Regions from separate parts of the Mus musculus genome. Here region 1 is linked to region 2. A link is a contact called in public promoter capture Hi-C data. All regions are on one chromosome and are shown on one strand. Each heading gives the region's core, a stretch centred on a gene start, on an enhancer-like site or on the middle of the called end of the contact. The rest is flanking DNA. Distances are from core to core; before and after follow the strand shown.

Region 1 (6,808 bases), core at 1,724-4,223, 810 kb after region 2:
CACCTCTCCATGCCCTTGGATCAGCTCCTGTCTCCAAGTTCCAGCTCTGCTTGAGTTCCGGTCCTGACTTCCTCCAATGATATGGAAATGTTTCCTCTGCAACTCGCTTTTTGGCCATGCTGCTTTTGTTGAAGCAACAGAACATCTTTTGTGTGGAAACAGTTCAAGCTATAGCAGTAGTTGATGGCTATGGTAGGCTGTGAATAGTCCAATTTTTCAGAACCCATCAATATTTAAGAGAGGAAAAGGACTTGTCTATTCAATTCTGAGAGGTTATCCTGGATTAACTTCGGAATAAGCCCTAAACATAATCATCAAAGTCCTGGTTGGAGATAGTCAAAAAAGTTTAAGAAGTAGCAAGCATTCACACACTGTCCCAAAAATGTGGATTTTCCCACTTCAAATGCCTCAGAGGTATTCCCAGCCCCTAGGGTTTTAACTAATTCCAGATGTGCTCAAGTTGACAACCAAAAACAACCATCACATCTATTTCAAAACTACCTTTGCTAAGTAGGACTCTTTTAAGAGTTTCTGTCTAGAAAACAAAACAAAAAACAGCCTATACCCCCCCCCCCCAAAAAAAGAAAGGAAAAAAAGAAGCCACACACAAAAACTGTCTTTAAAAAACAAAAAGAATAAAACTGTTACAATATAGGAGTCATATTAGGTCAAATATACCATGGTGCAATGCTACATTTACTAAGCTACCATTCAAAGCACATGTTTACACATCTTAAATACACTGACCATATCTAACGAAGGCACACTGACTTCCCACTGACACTTGATACACAGGTGAAAGACAGGATCCACTTAATTCTTGCACTGAAGCCATTTCCTGTTTGCTAAAATAAATCCAGTTTCAAGAGCTGCAGAAATCCTAGTGCAGCTGGAGCTACCACAGTTCACTGTGGAAATGGCCACACATTCTGCCACTGACTGTTCACAACCTTTCCACCATCTCACCCCACAAATGCATTCCCCCCATTCCAAGGTATTGTCATATATATATATGTCATTATCAACTTAGTTCCAAGGTTTATTCCTTCACCTAGTAGGGTAACAAAATCAGTACTGTCAACCAACATAGCTTTCACTTCAGCCTGTCCACAAAGCCTGAAGTTGTAAACCAATGCCAGTGTCCTCATGATATGCAACAAAATGAACAAGTAGCCAAAGGTTTGAGGGTAAAGGATTGGGCTGTAGACACCCTAAGGCAAGGCTCAACCACGTGTCTAAAAGAAAAATCAGAGATTTAGTCAAGAAGCTATATTGAGAAGAATATAGGCCCAGCAAACCCCACCCCCCGAAAATCTGTCTATCTACAGATATTGACATGAATGAGCTTGAAGCCTTAAGTAGAGGAGGAACCTGGGCAGGCAAGATGTTAGCAAAATTAAGGAATCCTAGGAGGCAGATGCATGGTTCTCTGGTCAGTGCTACGGTTTGAACCTGCAAGATTCGGGAAGATATCACTCTGACTCTCACTTGTACTCTAGGGAGTGGCCCTGACCTCGTGGGTAACGGCCCTCATTTGCTATGATGCAAGTGAAAGGTAAAACAGTAACTTCACTCTGCCTTTAGCCAAAGGAGACAGACATCAAGCGAAGACAGAGACACCACACTTACAGTCAGCTTTCAGCTAACCTATTTATGTTTTTCAGAAGAGCCTGCTTCTTTAGGGACAATGTTCCCGAAGCAGCTCAGTGTGGAGCCAAACCACTTCCATACCCTTGGGTAGATACTTGTTTAGGACGTTCCCTGGGAGTTAATTATACAAGAGTCTGGCTCAAGTGTATCTCTTTCTGTTTTTAGAAGCATGTGGTAACTTGGAGCAGAAATACCCAAGGTAGCCTGGGACCCAATCTGCAGGGATGAGAGAAGAGCATTGACACTATGGGAATAGCAATGTGACAGGGCCAAAGGAGAGGCAGAGCTGACTGAAGAGCAGCAAAGGCAGGTGGGAGACACTCAGGGAAACAGGGGGTGGGGGGAGTGAAACTAAGGCAAACAGAAAACAAGCAACAATGTCTGTGTGGCTAAACAATTCTGATTGAATTTCTGGTGTGGTGCTTAAGACCTCGTATATAACTAGGAAAGTACTGTGCCATTGACCTACATCCCAGAATATGCCAAACTACAATGAAATAACATACAAAGTGCCATTAAGACTTCAATCTTTAACAAGCTGTACGTAAATCCCTCTTAAATCTTGTGACCTGAAACAGGAAATTTAGTCACCGTATGTAAACTGAAAACTGCACTAAAAAATAACAAGATCCAAGTTAAGCAATTTCTGACCCAAAAGACAAGTTACTTCACAGACGCCTCCGATGCTGATACTTTAATAAATGGACTGCCTAATGCTTTCCTACATTCTGACAATATATTAACACTAATTTTATGTAACTCCCCTGCAAAGTCGAAAGATACCCCTACACTTAATACTCCTCATTCAAGGGCACATGTAACTTGAGTAGAAATGATTTCTAATGTCAATGGGAGGTAGAAGAGAAAAAAACAAAAAAACAAAAAACCCAGGAAGCAGCAGAGACACCGTGGGTGGTTTCATACAGGAAACAGGGTAAGGCTGCCTGGCTCTGCCGGGACGACTCGCCAGTTTGGGCACAAAGATGGAGCTGAGGAAAGAACTCACAGCCTGTGCCAGTCACCTACACCTGGTACACCATGCCCTGTGGCCAAGTTTACGCGTGCTACCGGCTCTATTCCTGTTAGCTTCCTCAGCAGGAGAAACAGCGAGCAGGCCCAGCCGCCCGGCGACCCGCGGAGTGTCGCAACGACGGCCGCACGCAAATGAAGCCACCGAGCACGCGCGTCGTGATTCGCGCGTTCCAGGGCGGCGCCGGGGCGAGGGAGCCGGTCTTATGTAAATGAGAGGCTTCTGTCCGCGCGCTCCTATTGGCCACGGCGTCAGGACGCGTGTGAGCCAATGAGAGCGTCGGGCGGACAATCGGGTCTGCGTCTATAAAAGAGTGAGGCGTCGGCGCCGGAGTACCGTTTCCTGGTTGTGGCCGTTCGTCTGTTTGCGCTTTCGTGATGTCCGGTCGTGGCAAGCAAGGAGGCAAGGCCCGCGCCAAGGCCAAGTCGCGGTCTTCCCGGGCCGGGCTACAGTTCCCGGTGGGGCGTGTGCACCGGCTGCTGCGCAAGGGCAACTACGCGGAGCGTGTGGGTGCCGGCGCGCCGGTATACATGGCGGCGGTGCTGGAGTACCTAACGGCCGAGATCCTGGAGCTGGCGGGCAACGCGGCCCGCGACAACAAGAAGACGCGCATCATCCCGCGCCACCTGCAGCTGGCCATCCGCAACGACGAGGAGCTCAACAAGCTGCTGGGCAAAGTGACGATCGCGCAGGGCGGCGTCCTGCCCAACATCCAGGCCGTGCTGCTGCCCAAGAAGACGGAGAGCCACCATAAGGCGAAGGGCAAGTGAGGCCACTGCTCGCGTCGGCCCGCGTCTCTGTGATATAACCCCCGCGAGCTCCTAAAAAGGCTCTTTTCAGAGCCACCCACTGAATCAGATAAAGAGTTGTGTCACGGTAGCCGGTCTTGGTGGCCTTTCCTGGCCCTGCCCCAAAAGTAAGAGTGTCGTGTCCTCTGCTTCCTTGCCCATCCTGCCCGTGGTTCCCCCTGGTAGTTTGTTGTCGCTCTTTGGTTCATGCCCTGCCTCGGCGGAGCGGATACGCGGTTCTCGCTGACCGTCCCAAGCATTTAGCCCCTATCTGCCCACACCCTTGTCCTACACAACACTGTCCCTCACTCAGCGTCCACCCGCCTGACCCTTCCCAGGACTAAGACTCAACTAGGACGTCTAGGCCAATCTAGACATAAGTCGCAGTCAGCCGCGCTCTCGTCCGGTCCTTGGGGAATGTCTAGGAGGAGGAGGTGTCCCGCGAGGACTGGACGCGGCCGGCTCTAGGGATCATGGGGGACTGGGGCTGGGACTGTGGCTGTGGCTGGGCGGTGCTGCACAAACACTAGATTAGTTCTGCCCTGGGACTTTGGGCGGCGGGCGGGGGCGCGCGAGCTCCTCTTGGGCAGAGCCGGGACCCGCCCTCTACGGGCAGCTGCCAGACGTGGCTCCACCCTCGCAGAACGTTGGCAAGTGGACCGGGCGCGGGGCTGGACGTGGGGGGCGGGGGGGGGCGGGTCAGGTGGCGTGGCGGGCCCGAGCCAATGGGCGAGGTCGGGGCCGGTGACGCCACGGCCAATGGCGCGGCAGCGCGGGAGTTTCAAGTCGCTGTCTCCGCCCCGCCGCGGGGAAGACTGCGCCTATAAAGGCGGCCGGCTCGGGCCGGTATCAGGTCCCCGAGTGCTCCTCGTTTGGGTGTCTTCCGTCTTCGCCATGGCCCGTACGAAGCAGACTGCCCGCAAGTCCACCGGCGGCAAGGCCCCGCGCAAGCAGCTGGCCACCAAGGCCGCCCGCAAGAGCGCCCCGGCCACGGGCGGCGTGAAGAAGCCGCACCGCTACCGGCCCGGCACCGTGGCGCTGCGGGAGATCCGGCGCTACCAGAAGTCGACCGAGCTGCTGATCCGCAAGCTGCCGTTCCAGCGCCTGGTGCGCGAGATCGCGCAGGACTTCAAGACGGACCTGCGCTTCCAGAGCTCGGCCGTCATGGCGCTGCAGGAGGCGAGCGAGGCCTACCTGGTGGGGCTGTTCGAGGACACCAACCTGTGCGCCATCCACGCCAAACGCGTCACCATCATGCCCAAGGACATCCAGTTGGCCCGCCGCATCCGTGGGGAGCGCGCTTAAGCGCCCTGTCTCCCATCCATTCCCCACAAAGGCTCTTTTCAGAGCCACCACAGCTTCCCGGAAAGAGCTATTCAGCTTTTTGTCTTAAATTGCCTTTGCATTCTTCTAGGTTTCTGCAGTGGCTGGTGCTTACTGTCCACCGAGCCTCTTTTAATAGTTGCCTATAGTCGCTTAAGAATGTGCTAATTTCGGGGGCAATTGCGAGCGCAGTGACTAAAATATCTTATCCAGGTGCTCAACCTCTGCATTCCTCTTCTAACATCAGTCTTAATTCGTTTTTCTTTTATCTTTTTCGTTCCCTTCTAATGTAATTTGACATGATAGAGCTTTTTCTTTTTTTAAAATGAGCACCTGGCTCATTGAAGCCAAGTGTCAGGCCTTGCAAGGCTACTTATATTGCCCTTTACAAATTAGTATACTTTATTGCTAACATGCGTTGCTTTTCTATGTTTTTGGAGTAGATGTTTACAGCCACCTTCCAATGTTTTGATAGTTTACTTGGGAGATCCTCGTGTTCATTACATTACAGGTTTTAAGTTTTAGCATTGAGTATCTTATCTGCCTGCTATCAGGTGAGTTACTCCATTCAAATTTAATTACTATGATGATGGTATGTAAGTCGTGTGTGTGTGTTAGAGGTACCACATAGTAAAAGGCTGACCTACAAACAACGTTCCTTTGGTTCCATTCTAATTGTCCTAATTTCAGATTATCCACTTTACTGATAGATAACTTTCCTTTCCCCCCTCTCATCTATTAGAAGTTCCTTGTCCTTTGCTCAAAACTCACAAATCACCAAATACTTTACAAATGCTTTTGAGTTGTATAACACTATTCTTCTGTCCAGACTCTTTCTTGCCTTAGTTAACACCCTCAACAACCCTGGTCTAAGATTACATGTTTAGCAAGGTTTCTCACTGTCACTAAGTAACAATCTAGAAGGAGAATCTTGAAAATCCATTTAAATTTTAAAAAATTTAGATTTATATGTATGAATGCATTTTGCACATATGTATATATGTATGTATCATATGGCTACCTGGTACCTGAGGAGGCCAAAAGAGGCTGATGGATCCCCTGGAACTGGAGTTATAGATGCCATGTGGGTTCTGGGAATTGAAACCTGATCCTCACCAAAGATGCTATTTGCTGAGCCATCTCTTCAGCCATTTTAATTATTTTTTAATCCCAATAAAAATTTAACACACTGCTAGTTTCTGGGTTTTTTATGGCTTCCTAGGTTTAGATGTTCTCCCAGCAGAATAAATAGCAGCATGCGACACCTGTGAGTAAAGTGTCTTTACATTCTGTTTCTTCTGTCCAAAATAGCCTCCCCTTTGCAAATTCCCAGAATTCCTCATGCTTCAAGGTTTATCTTGAAGTCTTCCCTTTCCTTTCTTTGGGTTCCTCTCCTCTCCTGTACTCTACCCACCCTCAGCACGGGGCCAGCAATATTCATAGTATTAACATCCGAGCAGTGTCTGAGACACCACATTGGGCAGGAAATATTTACTGATGGACCTGATGTCCTGATCCATCTTTGCTTCATAGTGTGCTGTTGGGTTCAAGGAGCCAGATCTCTTGGAGTTTTTGAACTTACAGCGCACGAACAGCTCTGTGCTGGAGTTCTGGGAAGAACTTCTGAGGTCACAAATCAGGGGAGGAAGCAGTAAATGGCTCAGAAGCAATGCCTGAGAAGCACAGGTGCTCTTTGACAGTGACCTCGTTTCTGACTTAAGCTTGCTTCTGGTAACAATAACTGTGAAGGGAATTCAGCAGGGGTACCCCCATTGGCACCCCACCCCCACCCCGTGAGCACCAGGGGGCTGGTGGCCAAGGAAAAGGCCCCTCTTTGTATCACTGAGGAGTCGGCACTGCAGAGACATTTCTTTGGGATGTGGGTGCGAGCTCAGGATGGGACCTCCCCAAAGTATCAACAAATGAAATCAATCTAAAGAGTGGCAGAGAGGAGGGAAGGTGGTCAGAAGGGAGTAAGAACCTCGTGCTATGAATTGGAACATAAGGCTCATGGAGA
Region 2 (7,503 bases), core at 4,372-6,871:
ACAGAAAGAGTCTGAAGTGGCTTATGTTGATCGGCTGTTTGATGATGCATCCAGGTAGGGATTCCAGGAAGCAGAAGTAAATGTCCATCTGTGTCCTCCTTGGAGTGACTGTTGTTGTCATTGTCCTAAGCACTTTATACTTTGGCGACTTCAGTCAGGTGGGGCCTTACTCTTCCTCTGAGTTTGTAATGCAGAGTTGCAACACAACACTTTTTCCCTGTGGGTAGCTGCTATGTGATCAGCAGTAGTTAGGTTAAAGGCTTGAATTCCCTTGTCTTCCTCCTGGACTGACCTTCCTTCCTAAGATCCCCAGAAAGTGAAGATTGTAGAGTTGCTGTCTTTTCTGTTTTTCTGAGACAGAATCCCAATACCTAAATCTTGCTGGCCTGCAACTTGCAGAGATCTGCCGACTTTTGCCTCCTAAGAGCTGCAATGAAATGATCCTAGCTTATGCTTGTTGAGTTGATTGGGGTTTCATGAGTAACAGAGTGTGGCCTTGAATTTGCTCCATGATCTTGACTCATGGATAATCCTGTCTTTTTATATTTTGAGTGCTGGGACTATAGTTGTGGGCCACCATGCCCAGTTTATTTTGTGTTTGGGTTATCAATTAGGGCTAAGCAATCATTTGCCAGTTCAGCTACATCCTCAGCCTCTGTTATCTTTAATTGTGAAACATTAAAATTCATAATTCCTCCATAATATATGTTTCAGATCACCAGTGCAATTTAAGATTTTGGATTGTTGAAAGACTAGTTGAAAATTGATGCAGCTATTCATTATATTGACGATATTTGGCTGGACTCACAGAGACCAAACTACCTCTGTCTCTTTACTGGTGAGATTAAAGGGATATTTCACAACACCCAGCAAAATGAAGTTGCTATTTAAAGCTGTCTACTTAGTTCCCAAAGCCACATAGATAATAAGTATTGGATATTCTTATTTTTGTAATAGCGGGTGAAAACTGAACTCTGGCAAGTTGTTTCATAGAATAATTGCATGGAAACAAACTTTATGTGGAAAAAGCATTCTAAATACTTTGGAACATGTAGAGCAAACAGTCTATATTTAAATATACATAATTTCCTGTTACTGTGTTGTGTTTTGTGTGTGTATGTCGGGGGGGGTTGTTTTTTGGTTTTTCTTGTTTCTGTTTTTGTTTTGTTTTATTTTTGAGACCGTTTCTTTCTAACTCTGGCTGTCCTGGAACTACCTCTGTATACCAAATTGGCCTGGAACTCAGAGATCTGCTTGCCTCTGCCTCCTGAGTGCTGGGTTCTGTTTTTGTTCTGTCTAAAGGTTTCTTACTCTGTAGGCCATGCTGGCCATGAACCACTCACTGTATTGACCAAAGTGACCTCAAACCTAGCTAGCCTTGGTTCCTCAGGCTAAGGACTAGGATTACATGTGTGAGCTCAGAGGCTAGGTATTGTATAAATGTATATACATTGTAATGCTCTTGTACCGCACTGTCTCCACTGGCTTTGATCTTTTCTGCATGTGTTCCAATATCAGGGAAGTGACTAACTGTGAGTCTTTGGTGAAGGATTTCTACTCTAAGCTGGGACTACAGTATCATGACAGTAGCTCTGAGGATGAAGCTTCCCGGCCCACAGAGATCATTGAGATTCCTGATGAAGATGATGATGTCCTCAGTATTGATTCAGGTAAATGATGAAGCTTTGGTCAGAAAAGTCTTAGAATGGAAGCTGAAATACTGGAAGACAAGTATGTTGCACGTAAAGAATCACATTGTCATTACTTACTATGCCAAATACCTGACTGACTTATTATGACAACAAGTAAGTATTCTTAGCATCGTAAGTGTTTTCTGTATTCTGATTGCTTCCTTTCCCCATTTCAGATAAGGTATACTTATTTTCTGTCTTTTCCCCCATGTGTTTGTGTGTAGTTTGCCTATGTCTGAGTTTCTTTTTCAGTTATGGTGATCAAATAATCTGACAAAATCATTTGAAGGTTAAGGGGGCTGATCCTGGTTCCAAGTTCCAGATCATATCCATGATGGTCGGGGAAATCACAGTGGCAAAAGCCTAAAGCATCTGGTCACATTGTTCTGCAATCTGGAAACAGAGGGAGTGTCTCATCCTGCTGCTCCTCCAATCACTCTCTTTATTTGTGTATTTATGAAGTCTATGGAATGGTACCACTCACAGTGGGCTGGTCCATGAACACCATGAAACATTTAGTAAATACTTCCCTTGGTAACTTTTTTTTTTGTTTGTTTTGCATTGTGGTTCTGATGTGTGCTATGTATGTAGTACATGAAGCAGTAAACTCTAAGCATCAAGTTACAACAACATCCAGTGTCTTCCTCTATTATGTTCTGACTTAGTGCCATTGGGCTAGTTGGCCACTTGGGGATGTGTTTCTATCCAACAAGCACCAGAGTTACATATTTAGCAATGTTCAGGTTTTGTTTTGTTTTGTTTTTTTTTCCTTTTTTAACATGAATTGGGGGGATTCAAACTCAGATTCGCAAGCTTACAACCCACACTGTTTGTCACTCGGGCTATCTCGGCCTAACCATGTAGGCCAGGCTATCCTCAAACTTGAAGTGATCCTTGTATCATGGTGTATTAGTCAGGGTTCTCTAGAGTCACAGAACTTACAGATAGTCTCTAGATAGTAAAGGAATTTATTGATGACTTACAGTCGGCAGCCCAATTCCCAACAATTGTTCAGTCGCAGCTGTGAATGGAAGTCCAAGGATCTAGCAGTTACTCAGTCTCACGCAGCAAGCAGGCGAAGGAGCAAGAGCAAGAGCTAGACTCCCTTCTTCCAATGTCCTTATATTGTCTCCAGCAGAAGGTGTAGCCCAGATTAAAGGTGTGTTCCACCACACCTTTAATCCCAGATGAAAGGCATAGCCCAGATTAAAGGTGTGTTCCTTAACTCGGAGATTCAATCTTCTGGAATCCATAGCCACTATGGCTCAAGATCTTCAAACCAAGATCCAGATAAGGATCTCCAAGCCTCCAGATAAGGGTCACTGGTGAGCCTTCCAATTCCGGATTGTAGTTCATTCCAAATATTGTCAAGTTGACAACCAGGAATAGCCACTACACATGGCTTTTTTTACTACATGATTATAGGTGTAATCAACATGTCTATTATATACTAAAAAAAAAAAGTTTTTAACCATGACTTTTTGTTTGGTTTTTCAACACATAGTTTCTTTGTGTTAATCATCCTGGCTGCTTTAGATCTTAATTTGTAGACCTGGCTGGCATCCAACTCAAAGAGATCCATTGGCCTCTACCTCCCAAGTACTGGGATTAAAAGCATGTAATGCCAGTGAACTACAATTTCTTATATTAAAGTGTGCCATATAGATGTCATGTTTTGTTTTGTTTTGTTTTGTTTTTGTAAATTTGACACAAGCTAAGATCATCTGAGAGGAGGAAAAGCCATTAAGGCAATGCCTCCATCTTGGCATAGTGGTGCCCCCCTTTAATGCCAGCAAATGAAAGTGTGAAAGCAGGTGGATTTCTATCTGTTCACAACTGTTTGAAACTCCAGGTTAATGGGATCTTTCTTGTCTGTCTAATTGTGTTCCAATACTCAGGTGTACTGACTTAAATGCAGACACATTCACATAATTAAAAATAAAACTATTCAAAACCCCAAGAAAATGTCTAAACAAACCAACCAAACCAACCAAATAACCTAAAGCAAGCAAGCAACCAACAAACGAGAAGCCAGCATGATGTCACTGCGCCTCTCACTGCACCTCTTTTTAGTGAATGGGAGTTAGTTCTCTCCTCGAACCATTGTGTGGCTTTTGGAGAATCCAACTTCAAGTACCTTTAGCTCTTGAGCCATCTTGTCAGTTCTACTTCTAAATGTTTTTAAAATTTTTGTGTATGTGTGAGTGCACATGTTTTGGTGTGAGGAAAGTTGAAGATAATTTGCAGGAGTCCTCTCCTTGTGTAAGTTCAGAGCATTGGATCTTGGGATGTTAGGTGTAGCTGTGTAGTGGAGTCGTCTTTATGGCTAATTAAAAAAATTTTTTTTGGTGAATCAGACTGACAACAAGCCAAAGAGTAGTGCCATATGCTTATAGTTCTAACATTGGAAGGAGAGGGTGAATTCAAGACCATTTTCATCCTCATAGTGAATTTGGGGTCAGTCTAGGCTACATGAGACCTTGTTTCAAAGAACAAAATTACCCTCCTCCCCCCAGTCCACATATACATGGTGATGAATATAATAGACTTTGGGTGTTAGTTTCATTCACTTTGCTTCTCACTACTGGATTAATTTGCAAGGTGGCCTTTGTTTCATGTCTTTGGTTTTTGTTTGTTTTTGAGATAGTGTCTTTCTATATATAGCTCCTGCTGTCTTAGAACTCACTATGTAGACCAGGCTGGCATTGAACTCAGAGAAATTGGCCAGTCTCTGCCTCCTGAGTACTAGGATTAAAGGCATGCATCACTATGCCTGGATCTGTTTGTAGTTCTTTTTTTTTTTTAAATATATATTTTTAAGATTTATTTATTTATTTTATGTATATGAGTACACTGTAGCTGTACAGATGGCTGTGAGCCTTCATGTGGTTATTGGGTATTGACTTTAGGACCTCTGCTTGCTCCAATCAACCTCGCCCACTCCAGTTGGTCGGCTCACTCAGTTCCTGCTTTCTCTGGCCCAAAGATTTATTTATTATTCTAAATAAGTACACTGTAATTGTCTTCAAACACACCAGACGAGGGCGTTAGATCTCATTAGGGGTGGTTGTGGGCCACCATGTGGTTGCTGGGATTTGAACGCAGGACCTCTGAAAGAGCAGTCAGTGCTCTTACCCGCTGAGCCATCTCTCCAGCCCCTGCTTGTAGTTCTTGATTTGTAAAATTATAGAATTTATCTCACAGTGTTTTGAGTCGACATTGTCTGTTCTGAATTGCTCAGTTCTTATAATTAGACATTACGTCTGTGTGTTTACTACCTTGTCATTTTAAAAAAACTTGTGACATAGGACACCTCACTTTTGGAGGGCAGAGAAAGGGACTAGTTTCATTTTGTAGTACAGACTGGTCTTTGCATTCTGAGTTCTGGAATACTTGTTTAATAAAAATTCTTTGTTCGTTGTCTCCATTTCAAATGTTGGCATCTTTGGTACCACGTAATCACCCAGCTTTTTCCTACCAGCTTCAGAGCCAACTCTTAAGAATTAGTTATCGGACTTTTACTAGTGACAAAAGTTCATAAAGAAAAAACAACCTAGAATGGATTAGTGATCCCTGTGTTAGAACCTATAAAGAGGGTTTGCATAACAAATCGTCTGTAGGAAGCATATGCTGATGAGCCCACTAAGAAAGAAAACATTTTAGTAAAATGCTCGTTTTCTTTGCATTTCACTGACGTCAATTTGGTTATGAATCTCTGACGCCGAGAAGGCCGGATTAGGGAAACAGCTGGTTGGCTTCCTAGCTCAGGCTTCCTAGCACTCCTCGGGTCACCGGACTCACTGGCCGAGTCACTAGCCCGGCCTCTATGGCGACTTACTGTTTCTATTGGCCAGTTCTCCCAGGGAGGCTGTCTGGAGACTGACCGCGCCCATAGTTTGGGGCGTGTCTTCTGCCCAGGATGGGGAGGGGGGTGGGCGTCCGCCATCTTGGATTCCGCGGTAGCGGTGGCGGCGGTAAGGTGCCTAATCTGCGGAGTGGCTCTTCCCTCCCCTCCCCCAGCTCGGTGGCGGCTGCCCCTCCCACCGAGGGTGGCGCAGGGACGGTGCCATCTCGACCATGGCGGCGACTACAGCTAACCCAGGTGAGGCGGCAGAAAGGACTGACAAGTGCGGAGAGCCAGAGCAGAGCAGCAGGGCCGTGGCGTTCGGGTGTTGGGGGAGGGGTGTCGAGGAGGCGCCCTGCCCGGAGGACCTGGGGAACGGGTGACGGGTGTTTGGGGGCTCCGTGCCCCAACTTCTGGAGTAGTGGTGGCGCTTGGCCAGCGTCTCCACTCTGCCTGCGGTGTTAGGGAGTGTTGTGGTCTTTTAACCCTCTGCCAGCTGATGTTCCCCTGATGCCTAGTAAGTAACTGGGCAAACTGACTTGGTGTAACTGCGAGCGTAAACTGGGCTATAGACGGGGCCACGTTGACGTTTTGCAAAGTCTTGCTTGATTCTACACTTGGTTTACATTTAAATGGAAAACTTAGTTCTTTGAGAATCTGCTCAGATTCTTGTAACTCCTATACTTTGAAATTTAGGGTTTTAGCGTAGTTATTAGTGTCTTGCTGCTGAAGGCAGAGGTTTGGGTAATGGTAATAGTTCAGGACAGGTCTTTAGTCCAGAACCCAGGTTTAAATCTTGTTAGGTCGAGGTGGAGCAACTCCTGTTCTTTCAGAAAAATGTCCCGCGCCATTTGTCTGTGGACGTCCTCTTGCTTGTTTGTCTGTCTGTCTCTGTCTCTCGTTCATCTTATTTTGAGTCTTGTCTCATTCCAGCCCCCGGTTGACTTTGGATCACTGCAGTCTCCCTCTCAGTCCTTTCTACTGTATTCAGTTACATCTTAGGAAGTATTTCATTTTAGTTGGGCTAATTTACCTTGTTATTTTCCAACAAAGTAAATCCATCATTTCCCAGAAGTCTGTATCATCGAAGAGTTTGGAGGGAGGGTTGTGTAATATTGGTCTCTGCTATTTCACATTGAACTTTTAAATTTTATCTTGTTAATGTACTATATTACAGTAACAGGGTACACACACGTATGTATATACATACACACAATAGCTGAAACACTGGGAAATGTATTGTTTTCCCATTATTTTTGGAAACAGCCTTTTTTTTTAAGAGAGAGAGAGAGAGAGAGAGAGAGAGAGTCCTAGAACTTATATGTAGCCCAGGTTGGCTTCAAATTCATGTGTCAATATCAACTTTAAAAAAAATATTTTTAAGCTTTAGAAATTATGTATATGATAATGTCTACTTGTGAGTGCAGGAATGGGAGGAGTCCAGAATAGGGTGTTGGATCCCCTGCAGCAAGAGTTTCAGGCAGTTGAAAGCCCCGTGATGTGGATGCTAGGAACTGACATTAGGTCCTAGAAGAGTAACACATACTCACAACTACTGAACCTTCCTTTCAGCCCCTGAATATCAGTTTTTTAAATCCTAAATTATTATTTTTTTTACATGAAGATGAAGTAAATTGTCAGGAAACTATTGGAATATTTGATGAATTATAGAATAAAACTATACAACTGAAAAATGTTAGAGAAAATCAGACCTTGTAGCAAAATAGCCCATGTCTGATTAGAGTAAACAAGATTTCAAACTGATCCCATGTTGCAAAATCCTTATATAACTCTTCAGACTGCAAAGTGTCTCTCTTGTTAAGGCCGTAGAGACACGTTAGTAAGTCAGAAGCTTTTCTAGCTGCCCTGTTCTGATTTTAAACCAATTACTAAAACAACACTTTCTTGACCAAATAGTCATTTCCTTATCAATATTAGCTTAAGTCTGTAAGCAGGAAATAGTAATTT

Evidence for each region. Promoter capture Hi-C pulls out the DNA fragments that hold promoters and counts their contacts.
Region 1: a contact with region 2 is called in a promoter capture Hi-C map of pre-B cells, with 4 times the contacts expected there. The contact joins the promoter of H2ac18 here to the promoter of Arnt in region 2. A contact is called at or near these places in 2 of 39 promoter capture datasets (liver and pre-B cells) and 1 of 115 datasets of contacts at active chromatin or transcription factors (pancreatic cancer cells).

What each region holds. Positions count from the first base shown.
Region 1 is chr3:96,242,524-96,249,331 of GRCm38.p6, forward strand. H2ac18 (H2A clustered histone 18) reads left to right here and starts at 2,974. Exons shown (of 1, transcript NM_013549.2): 1 at 2,974-3,529. The coding sequence starts at 3,058. The coding sequence ends at 3,450. H3c14 (H3 clustered histone 14) reads left to right here and starts at 4,162. Exons shown (of 1, transcript NM_178216.3): 1 at 4,162-4,825. The coding sequence starts at 4,363. The coding sequence ends at 4,773.
Region 2 is chr3:95,428,769-95,436,271 of GRCm38.p6, forward strand. Arnt (aryl hydrocarbon receptor nuclear translocator) reads left to right here and starts at 5,622. Exons shown (of 22, transcript NM_001037737.2): 1 at 5,622-5,793. The coding sequence starts at 5,769. It also overlaps the pseudogene Gm4349.